2 separate regions of the Triticum aestivum genome follow, and region 2 is linked to region 1. A link is a contact called in public Hi-C data. All regions are on one chromosome and are shown on one strand. Each heading gives the region's core, a stretch centred on a gene start, on an enhancer-like site or on the middle of the called end of the contact. The rest is flanking DNA. Distances are from core to core; before and after follow the strand shown.

Evidence for each region. A called contact is a pair of places that touch in the nucleus more often than the background predicts.
Region 2: a contact with region 1 is called in a Hi-C map of leaf, with 5 times the contacts expected there. The contact joins the promoter of LOC123103461 here to the promoter of LOC123103459 in region 1. A contact is called at or near these places in 3 of 5 Hi-C or Micro-C datasets (all in leaf).

What each region holds. Positions count from the first base shown.
Region 1 is chr5A:377,061,853-377,067,421 of IWGSC CS RefSeq v2.1, reverse strand. LOC123103459 (two pore potassium channel c) reads left to right here and starts at 2,062. Exons shown (of 2, transcript XM_044525055.1): 1 at 2,062-3,513. The coding sequence starts at 2,330.
Region 2 is chr5A:377,213,588-377,219,156 of IWGSC CS RefSeq v2.1, reverse strand. It overlaps LOC123103461 (transcription initiation factor TFIID subunit 15), which reads left to right and starts at 2,797. Exons shown (of 8, transcript XM_044525057.1): 1 at 2,797-3,026; 2 at 3,848-3,964; 3 at 4,085-4,422; 4 at 4,518-4,715; 5 at 5,270-5,353. The coding sequence starts at 3,848.

The sequences.
Region 1 (5,569 bases), core at 813-3,312:
TCTTGTTTTGTTCTCTTCCGAGTCTGCTTCATTAATGTCCATTCTGGTTCTGACGAGGGAGGAGGGATGGAAAAGACTCTGTTTTTTCTTCACCGGAATCTGAGAATCTGATGGTGGTCTGAGGAAGGGAGGGGGCAGCTTGAATTCTCTGACCTTGAGGCCCGGATCTGATGGCTGCTTGTTTCCATGGCGGTTGTGCGCGGCAGGTGATCAACGGGTACATCGGCGAGGCGCGGGCGGCTCTCGCGGCCGCGGCGGCGCGGGACGGCGACGGCGGGGATGACTCCTCCGCGGCGGCCGCGCTCGGCCTGGTCGGCGCGGTGCTGGAGATGTCGCCGCGCATGGAGGCCGCGCTCGAGCTCCGGGCGCGCGCGCTGCTCACGCTCCGCCGGTACCGCGACGTCGCCGAGATGCTCCGCGACTACATTCCCAGCTGCGCCAAGTCCTGCGCCGGCGATGACACCGCCACCTCCTCCTCGTCCACCTCCTGCTCGTCCGGCTCCGGCGACCTCGCCTGCGCGTCCCGCGCGGGGCTGCTCTCCCCGGGGCGCGAGCTCTCCGTCTCCGACGCCGGGGCCTCCAGGTTCCTCTGCTGCCTCGACGTCTCCGAGATCAAGCGCCTCGTCGTCGCCGGCCTCTCCAAGAGCTCCGAGGCCGAGACCCAGTGGAGGTAACAGAATCGCTCGGCCGGGTGGGGCGGGCCGCCCGGCTGGAGGCCGTGCGGGTGCAGCGCCCTGCCCTGCGCCGGCGCCTGCTACTTCTTGTCGTCGGGCTCCGGGTCCTCCACCAACACCGCCTGGAAGGAGGAGCAGTTGCGCACAGTCGAGGAGCGCAGCAGCGAGGAGGGCGGGTTCATTAGTGCAAAGGCCAGGGGGTAATTGAAAAATGTGCTGCGCTGACCGGCTCTGCTGACTAGGCTCCACTTGTCGTCGTCTGATTGGCTAGGACTAAATTTGCACATTGGGTGCAAGTTGTGGGACTCAATAGTTGGCTTTTGCAAGTTTTGGACCAAATCGTCACATCTAGGACAAAGTTGTGGGACTCCCAGTGCTATTACCTCAAATTTAAAGCGACGCTGACCCAGTGAGTCAAGGTCACCTCTTCCCGATACAACCATGGTACTCGTGCACTTGGGCAGATAGCACTTGATAGCAACAGGCGTGCAGGCCAGACATCTGTATTTCTCGGTTTTCGGTCCACTCGGTTACCCGAGGTATAGACCCGAATTAACCGGACTAAGTTCGGTTTCCACCAAATGCAAACCGGATGTACCACCGAAGTTTTCGGTTTCGGTGTATTCGGATTCGGGTTATATGCCCAGCCCTATCCGAGATAACCGAGCAAGCAGAAAAACCTGCTCCGCAAGAGATGCTAGTTTCTTGCGGCGTCGTTTATGTTGGGTCACATGGCCTCTGCGAACAACTCAACACGAGGAGATGGAAGGACCTGGATATGCACTCGGCACGTAGATGAAGTAACTTCCATGTCAAGACCTGTGGCGCTGCAAAGGTGCAGAAGCGATGTTGTACCGGACGCCTCCACAATTCCAAATTTCCATATTTGTATGATATTCTCCGTCACAGTACACGAAGCAAAGACGATGATTCTTGAAAACCTCATTTTTTTAAAAGTTAAAAAACGCTTTTGTGTATGCTTTTTTTCTTTTAATAAGGAATCCTTGTTGCTATTGCTCTTCATTTTGTTTTGATTCATCGTAATTTGTATCGATTTTAGGTTTTGTGCACAGAAAGTATATACAAAATCGTTTGTGAAGAAACACAGCCGGGCACGTTGGGACCATACCAACGCGTGGGACAATTCCTCAACAGTTGCTTACACACTCGATCCAACGGCTTCCACGGTCACAAACCAAAACCTAGCTGACAGTGACGGCGACAAAGATGAGATGTGCCCTCATCTCATCCTTCCCTTCCCTGTTCCGCCCGCTATTATTGCGTTGCATCATCGTCGATCCGTCTCCCGCCGCTCACGAGACCGATCGTCCATAAACAAATCAGCCGATCTCAATTTAATTAATTAATATAAGCCCGAGAAACGGGACAAAATTAGCAGTCGGAAATATAGGGGCATCGCCGTCGTCAAGTGGCCATCGCCAACGTCCCGCAGCCTCCGCCTCCGCCTCCCTCCTCCTCCTCCAACCTTCAATCACCTCGTCCCCACCGGCGGCCCCGGCAATAAGAACCCGAATCGCGCCCCGTCCCCCTCGCTCAGAATCCCGGCGAATCTCGCGCCGGACGCAGGAATCAAGAATCCCCGGGGATATTCATCGGGAATCCGGGAAGAAAGCCCCGGCCTTGGCGGTCCGGCCATGGACACGGAGCCGCTGCTCCCCACCACGGCGCCGCAGCCGCTCCACCCGCTGCCGGAGCACGCGACGCTCTCCAACTTCGACCTCGCGCCGCCCTCCTCGCCCTGCCCCTCCCCGGCCTCCTCCTACAAGGACCGCCTCATCTTCGGGCCCCACGACCCGCCGCCGCCGCCGCCGCCCCCTCCCCCGCCGCAGTCCGCGCGCCACTACCGCCGCATCTCCGTCCCCCACCCCGACCCGTTCCGCGACTACGACCACCCGTCCTGCTCCTCCTCCCCACCCTCCAACGAGGACGGCCAGCCCCAGCCCACCACGCCCTCGCTCTTCAATTTAATCAGCGGCCGCACCAACCTCCACCGCTCCCGCACCGCGCCTGCCATGGCGCCGCTCAGCGCCGCTGTCCTCGCCGCCTCCGCCCAGGCCGACCACCAGAACCCGCCCCCGCCGCCGCGGAGGCCGGCCATCGTGCTGCACGCCTTCCTCTTCCTGCTCGCCTACCTCGCCCTCGGCGTCTCCTTCTACGCCGCCTTCCCGGCCAACTTCACCTCCTCCGCCGGGCCCACCCACCCCGTCGTCGACGCCCTCTACTTCTGTATCGTCACGCTCTGCACAATTGGCTACGGGGACATCACCCCGGCCAGCCCTGCCGCCAAGCTCTTCGCCATATCCTTCGTCCTCATCGGCTTCGGCTTCGTCGACATCCTCCTCTCTGGCATGGTGTCCTATGTGCTCGACCTCCAAGAGCACCTCCTCATCACCGCCATCAAGAACCCCCGCTCTGCACGCAAGCACCGGCACAACTACATCTTCGACATCAAGAAGGGCCGAATGCGCGTGCGCATGAAGGTCGCCCTCGCGCTTGGTGTGGTGGCCATCTGCGTCGGCATTGGGGCCACTGTGCTCAGGAAGGTGGAGAACATGGGCTGGCTCGATGCCGTGTACCTTGCAGTGATGTCGGTGACCACGGTCGGATACGGCGATCACGCGTTCCGGACACTGCAGGGCCGCCTTTTTGCCTCTGGGTGGCTCCTCGTGTCCACACTAGCCGTGGCACGGGCATTCCTCTACTTGGCAGAGATGAGGATCGACAAGAGGCACCGTGCCATGGCCAACTGGGTGCTGTCCAGAGACATGACCGTGTCAGAGTTTCTCGCTGCAGATATCGACAACAATGGCTATGTCACGTAAGTTATCGCGGTATCAAACCTTATTTTCATGCCTGCATTGACCAATTCGTCTTATTGAATTTCATTCGGCAATTTGGCATGTACAACGATTCTGAAAGTATTACGTCCCTGCAAAGATGCTTTACTAGGTACTTGATTTGCGGATAGTAAGCAACATGTGTGTCAGTTGGAAACCAGCACATCATGACATTATCAAAAGCTCTGGCATTCAGTAACAGTATAGTCATACCTCAACTCACAAGTCACAGAATATCTTGATGCCAGCTAGTGGACAGTAGGTATATTATTAGCAGTAGCTGACATACTGTTATAATTTCCACAAATGAGCTGATAGGTTTTGTGCCTTATTTTTTACAATAGGGTGTTCTTTGCGGTCCACAAATGAGCCGATAGGTTTTGTGGCTTATTTTTTACAATAGGGTGTTCCTAACAGTTGTATTGTGCTTAACATAAAGATAAAATCTGGAAACGGTAAAATAATGGCTCAAACTAATACTACTTGGTTTATTTTTCTTACTCAGCTTAGTACTTGATATATGATTTGTTTTGTCCTGCATTTTGAATTTGCTCAAATGGAAAATCTGAAAATGGGGTGAAGAACATGGTATTTGGAGACGGGTTACTATTGTTTTAATAGAATAATAAATATGTGATCTGAAAAAGAGACGACTTAGAATACGGTGCATAATAATTATATATACCATGTATCACTTGTGATTCTGGTGAATTATGGCCACACAACTTATTTTATGTTGGCATATAGTATGAATAAAATTATGAAATCGGTTGTCTAGCCATGTTAGTGGAATCAATTATTTGGTTGTTGTATTTTGCTTATGTTTCTATGTATATTTCTGTGATGAATTGTTGCTTTAAAATATTATAGAGCGCAATTAAAGGGCTGTAAGATGGCAAGGGCATTAAATCCAAAGAGCATGACAGCCTTTTCAACTCAGAAGCGTGCCATAATAGGATCCGAAAATGGTTACCTATGTAAAGTATGGCGTGTGAGGGAAGGATGGTTTTTATTAGTAAAATACAATTGTAAATTTTAATGGAATCTTTAGTACTGAGTAAATGAATCAACTTATGACTACTGTATTGCTGACTTTTGTGCTTGTTTTGGTAACTCAAACATGTTTTGTGTTGTATGACAACCCTGAGCCCATGAGAAATGCATTATGTTAGGGTACATATTAATTTGCAAGAGAGCGATTAATTTTGGTAATGCCCTTATACAAGACAACACATTGTCCATAATGCTGTTTATTTATCATCATATGCACGCTGTAGTACAATCATTTATCATAATGAAAGATATTTCCATTAGTTATGAAGCTATACCATATCCTGTTTTTCTTATACTGAGGTATTCACATAGTTTGCTGAGGTTCTTCCTACTGCAGACACAAAAAAAAATTTGCTTCTGTTGTAGAACTTCACTAAGCATAAATTAATCAGGGATAATTGATGATTATGATTATGAGGTAGTTTAAAAAATATGCACACTGTATTGAAAATTTGAGATGGTGGATTCTGTAGTTATTCTGTAATGTATATGAATAGGGGAATTCAAGATACAGTACTTTTGTTGCAATAGCTCACCCCCTTGGTCTTCCTTTTAAGTTGGACTGTTGGAAGCCTTGGTCTTCCTCTTAAGTTGGAAGAGAGAATTGTGCCCTGACAACACATTTCTTTCATGATTCTATCGCTTGTTAGTTGATCTACAGAATAAGGCTTGATTTCTATCACATTTGACTTGTCTTCAAAAAGAAAAGGAAAAAAAATCCCAACATGTATAAAGCTATTTTTCTCCCAAACATAGCATTCTTGTAGAATGTCCAATTCTATGCTTTCAGCCTAGCGCTAAGAGTTGTTATTTGCTATACTTTGTGTATTGCACCTATAGTATATCCAGTGAGTTATCTTGATAATGTTTCAGTAATGCATTTAATTATATATTTTATATGTGTAATTATTTCAGAATCCATTGATGTTAACCCTTAGACTTCACGCTACACTCATCTTCATGTATTTTTCTATGGTTAGCAAG
Region 2 (5,569 bases), core at 1,548-4,047, 150 kb before region 1:
TCAACGATATTTGGAAGATGGTGGATCGTGTGCTGGGTTTGTTGATCGTGGATGGCAGGTATGATTTTCTCCTCCAATGTCTTAGTCATGCGGGGTGCCAGATTTAGAGTTCAATGACGTGTTCGGGGTGTTGCCTCGGTCTGATTTGTTCAATAATAATGGTTTCATCTTTGATGAGCCATCTTGGAGGTCCGCAAAGGTGCATATCAACGATGGAACCGCGTCGAGTTCGAGTGAGGAGATAATCCGTCATTTTTTTTCCTTTGATGACTACTTTGATGGCGCCAAAGTCAAGTGATGGGCGTTGGTGTCAAGTTCAAATGATTTTTTAGCCTTGGTATCTTTTTTCTTCTTGGCTTGACTTCCTTTATGCAAATGCTAGCATTTACTATATTTTTCAGTTTTTTCATTCTGATGTGTACTAATTTGTATTATGATCTTTATAATATAAATGAGACACTTATTACCAGGAGAAAAATTCCTCGTGGATCACCTTTCGCCTAGCCCCTTATATAAGGTGACCACTGGCAGCTCTTATTCGGCATGGCTATTTTTTTTAAAATAATACATTTTTTAATTAATTTGCATAAATATTACGCTGATATTTTTATTTTTAAAAATAATACACCATCGGCCTGCTGCAGGCAGGTCGATTGGCCCAGTCAGCCAGCAACAGGCCGATGGTGTATTATTTCTTAAAATAAAAACATAGGCGTAATATTTGTATAAATTAATTAAAAAATATAATATTTTTAGAAAATAGCTTCGGCGTGTAGGTCGCCGCCAAGCGACAGCACGCGTACCCCTCCTCCCCCATGCCCAGCTGCGTATACGTGGCCCGGCCCGGGTAGTTCATGTTCGATTTGAACCTTCCCAAACTGATTTTTTTCCGGTTTTTTCTTATTTTTCAATTTTCCTTTTTTTCCTTTTTGCCTCTTCATTTCTTTTATCGTTCTAGTTTCTTTTCTTTTCCTATTTTTCTTCCTCTTCATTTCCCTTTTTTTCTCGTTTTCATAAACAATTTTTTAAAATTGTGAACATTTTTTGTTCACTGAATTCAAAAAATGTTCATGCAATTAAAAAATAGCGGATTCAAAATTTGTTCACCATAATTTTGAAAAATGCTCATACACTTTTCAAAAAGTTTATCCTATTTTCAAAAAGTGTTGTTGAATTGAGAAAATGTTCATCAAGTTCAAAAAAATGAAAAATGTTCATCGTATTCAAAATTGTTTCACCATAATTTTTAAAAATATTCATCAAATTCAAAAAATATTCGTCCATTTTTATGAACGTCTATCCGTTTTTTTTAAAAAAATGTTCTTGAATCGAGAATTTTTTCATCAAGTTCAAAAAATGTTCATCAAATTCAAAATTTTGTTCATCTGATAAAAATGTTCATCAATATCCAAATTCAGGAACATTTTTTGAAATCATGAATATTTTTTAAATTCATAAATATTATTTGAATCGAGGGGCATTTGTTGGTGAATTTTGGAACTTTTTGAAATCACAAATAATTAAAAAACAAAAGAGAAGAAATAAACAAAAGAAGAAAATTGGGGGCGCTCTGCCTCCGCTCATTGGCCGGCCCAAATGGGCCGTGGGGGGGGGGGAGCGGGGTGCGCGCACATCCGTCTCCCGGCGCATACCGCGGCAAATAGGGGCACCCGTGACCGCGAAATCACTAATTGAGGAGTATTCCTTCTAAAGATCATTCTTACCTTCCCAGGTTGCGACATATGAAACACTGCATGTACACCACTTGTCGTAATTTAGGAGTTTCTTTTTTTCGTAGATCCATTTATTCAAAATATTTTATCTCTTGAACTATGTGTCCAAATCTCGAATCGTTTTTAGCGTTTGATTCCTTGTGTCCACACATTTCAAACTAGATCCTATGTTGATAGATTTTGACTAACATTTTTTGATAAAAAAACTAGATAAAAAAACCAAACTGAGAACACATTTTTTTTTCCTTTCCGAGAGGCACAATCATGCCTCTCGCGGAAGCAAAATCATGCCTCTCACGAAAGAAAAAAAACACATATTTTTTTTCATTTCCGAGAGGCACGATCGTGCCTCTTACGGAAGCAAAACCGTGTCTCTCACGAAAGGAAAAAAAATAAAACACATTTTTGTCCGTTTTCGAGAAGCACGGCACGGAAGCAAAACCGCGCCTCTCAGAAAAGAAAAAAAAGAAGAGAAAACATGTTTTTTTCATTTTCGAGAGGCACGACTGTGGCTCTCGCGAAAGCAAAACCAGGCCTCTTGCATGCCTCTCACGAAAAGAGAAGAAAAGAAAACATAATTTTTTTTTTCTGTTTTCGAGAGGCACAATGCATCTCGCAGAAGCAAAATCGTGACTCTTACGGAAGGAAAAAAAATAAACGCATTCTTTCAAGCAATTCTTTTTCAATTTTTTTGTCGAAAAACTAAGAAAGACCGGTGTAAAACCGAAAAGCCGACAAAAAATCTAAAAATCCGAAACTCATGCGGAAAAATAAAAAAATCTGAAGGGAGTGCCTATAGGGGACACATGGCGGCGGCTGCTGAGAGTACGCCAAGTGATGCGCTCTCAGTCCACCCAAGTGATCGTTGGAAGGTTCGTGAAGGAGTGCTCCTCAATTAATTGCTCTCCCGTGACGACCATTCTTTAGTTTTTTTTCTTTTCTCGAGTTCGTCTTCTGGTATCCAGGGGAACAATTAACCGATCTAACCGAATTTAGCCCACTTCTTTACAGCCCAACTTACAATCGTTGACAGCCCAGAAGCCCAGCATCTCAGCCTGCCCTGCTCTCTCCCTAATTGCGTCTGCCCATCCCGCACGAAACGTCATCCCCAAGCACGCAGAGAGCGCCGAGATCCGCCCAAACCTAGCGCCGCCGCGGCTCCTCACCCACGCGGCCGCCGCGGCTCCTCACCCACGCGGCCGCCGCCGTGTTCGCGTCGGCAGAGCACGAGGCGCACGGCCTTCCTCGCATACTCTCGGTACGCGCTGTCCGCCTCGGCTCATCCTGGACTAGGTAAACCTCCGCCGCCCCCTCCCGCTCACTGCTGTTTGTCGCGCGGCGAGGAAATTTACGGGATTCCTGCCTCATCGATGGGGTTCTAGTTACGTCCTATGCTTGCCACTCGCATGTGTTACCCGTTGGATTTCTGACGCCGGTCAAGTTTTTATCGAGGTCCTCGACTGTGATCCAGTTGTAGTCACGGTGTTCTGATGCTCCGTGTCAGTCTTTGGCTGTTCACGCCCGACTAATTTTTCAGCTGTTTGTTGTTTGAAATGTTGCGCTGAAAGAGATCTATTGCTGTTAACTTTGAACTGTATTTTGGGCCCATCCTTTGTACGGCTGGTTAAATATCTGCAATTGCCATTGCATTTACCGCTGATAAGTAGACGTGTCAAATTGGTAGCTCTTGATGTGCATCCATCTTGAAATGGTGATGGAGTATCTATCCTCTGCAAGTTTTCTGCTGAAATGCTGTAACATCACAAATCAATAAGTTATGTGTCAATTTTTGCAACTAAGAATTCCTTCATTTTTACCTGTTGTGTGCAAAGCAGCCCCCCTCAAACTGAATTTGAACAATAATGGATGGTTGTTCGACACTTAAGTTCACCATGCTGAACAGTCACTTAACATTACGCGTAGCCTTTTTGCAAGCTTATGATATGTTAATCCATGGCTTATCCTCCTTATCTTCTTCCTGTTTTACTCGCGGGCCTACTCTGTTATTCTTGTTGCTAGTTTTGGCATTTGCACTTTTGTGCTTGTGATGTTGTTTCGAAAAACATGCTTTGAGGAATTGCACTGATCATCCACAGCTGACCTTTGTGTTACAGATGGCTGGATATATGTCACGAGGACCCCCAAATGGCTCTATTTATGTATGCAATCTGCCTCCTGGAACTGATGAGACCATGTTGGCTGAATATTTTGGCACCATAGGGTTGCTAAAGGTATGGGTCTTACCAGGTAACATTTTCGCAACCACATGCAAGTTCTTGAATGGTCTTGTAAACCCTTGTTAATTCCATTTCATGATAGATTTGTCATTTCCTCTTCTCATATCTCAACAGAAGGACAAAAGGACTGGCCACCCAAAGATTTGGATATACAGGGACAAAGTTACAAATGAACCAAAGGGTGATGCAACAGTCACATATGAAGATCCCCATGCTGCTTCAGCTGCTGTGGAATGGTTCAATAATAAGGATTTCCATGGAAGCATCATCCAGGTTCACATAGCTGAGTCAAAAAACAAAGATACAGTTGATAACTTCACCAATGTGAGCGTCGATGCTGAGATTGTTGGACAAGATGAATTGGATAACGGATCAGGCAGAGGTAGAGGGCGTGGTGATGGTCCAGCAAAAGCTTGGCAGCAAGATGGAGATTGGATGTGTCCAAATACAAGGTCTGTTACGATTGGTGAGCAACTTTTCTGTTGTTGTTGACTAGTTTGGTCTTTACTATGCAGTCTATCCTTTCTTATATGATTTCTTTTTTCAGCTGTGGCAATGTAAACTTTGCCTTCCGTGGTGTTTGTAATCGTTGTGGAGCCTCTCGCCCTGCTGGTGTTAGTGGATCTGGTGGTGGTGGTGGTAGGGGTAGAGGTCGTGGTAGTGATGATGCAAGAGGCAGTCGTGCTGCTGCTGCTGTTGGTGGTCCCCCTGGGCTGTTTGGTCCTAATGATTGGCCATGTACGATGTAAGGACATCTAAATATTTTTTATTCCATTGCTTTGATATGCCTCTTTATTACTTTGTCTTTACACCTCCATTTGTACTCCCTCCTTCCCAAAATTAATGTCCTGAGTTGTTTTAAAAAAAAGTTTGACTAATTTTGTGGTATAGAAAAAGAAATATTGACATCTGTTGATTTGGTATTTTAGATGTTTGATATTTTTTCTACGAACTTGGTCATTTGACTTAGGACAGCATTTATGTGCCTTATATTTTGTGAAACTGGGAGTACCCATCTTACTATTTAAAAAAATTGGTGGCTGTTTTGGTGGCAAATGATTTTAGAATGGTTATCACATGTTTTATTATCCTTGTTACAGGCTAAGTTTGCTTCATCATATTGTAATTGCTATTGTCCATTGTCATCCAAGTATTGTATAGACCTCGCAAGGAGGATACCCTCTTTCTAGTCTTACTTTTGGCCAATTAAAGTTCTTGAGAGTAATAGATGGACATTGTTTTGTAATGTTCTATAAGGCTGCTATCTGATATGAAACCTATTTTCTATGTGTGTTTCAGGTGTGGCAATGTAAACTGGGCAAAGCGAACCAAATGTAATGTCTGTAACACCTCTAGGCCAGGTCACAATGAAGGTGGTGTGAGGTACTACATATTACATGTTAAAAATTATTTGTACTGAACATGTTGCGAATTCAATTTCGATTAAGTCGCATCGTGCATCCTTCACCGATCTGACGCCCAGTGTAGCAGTAGTGTCTACAGTGTTATGATCCACCCACAACTGGGTGCACTATGTTATGGTCAAAGCTAAGCAGCTTTGTATCTGATTACTTACATCGAGGGTACATATTTGTGTCT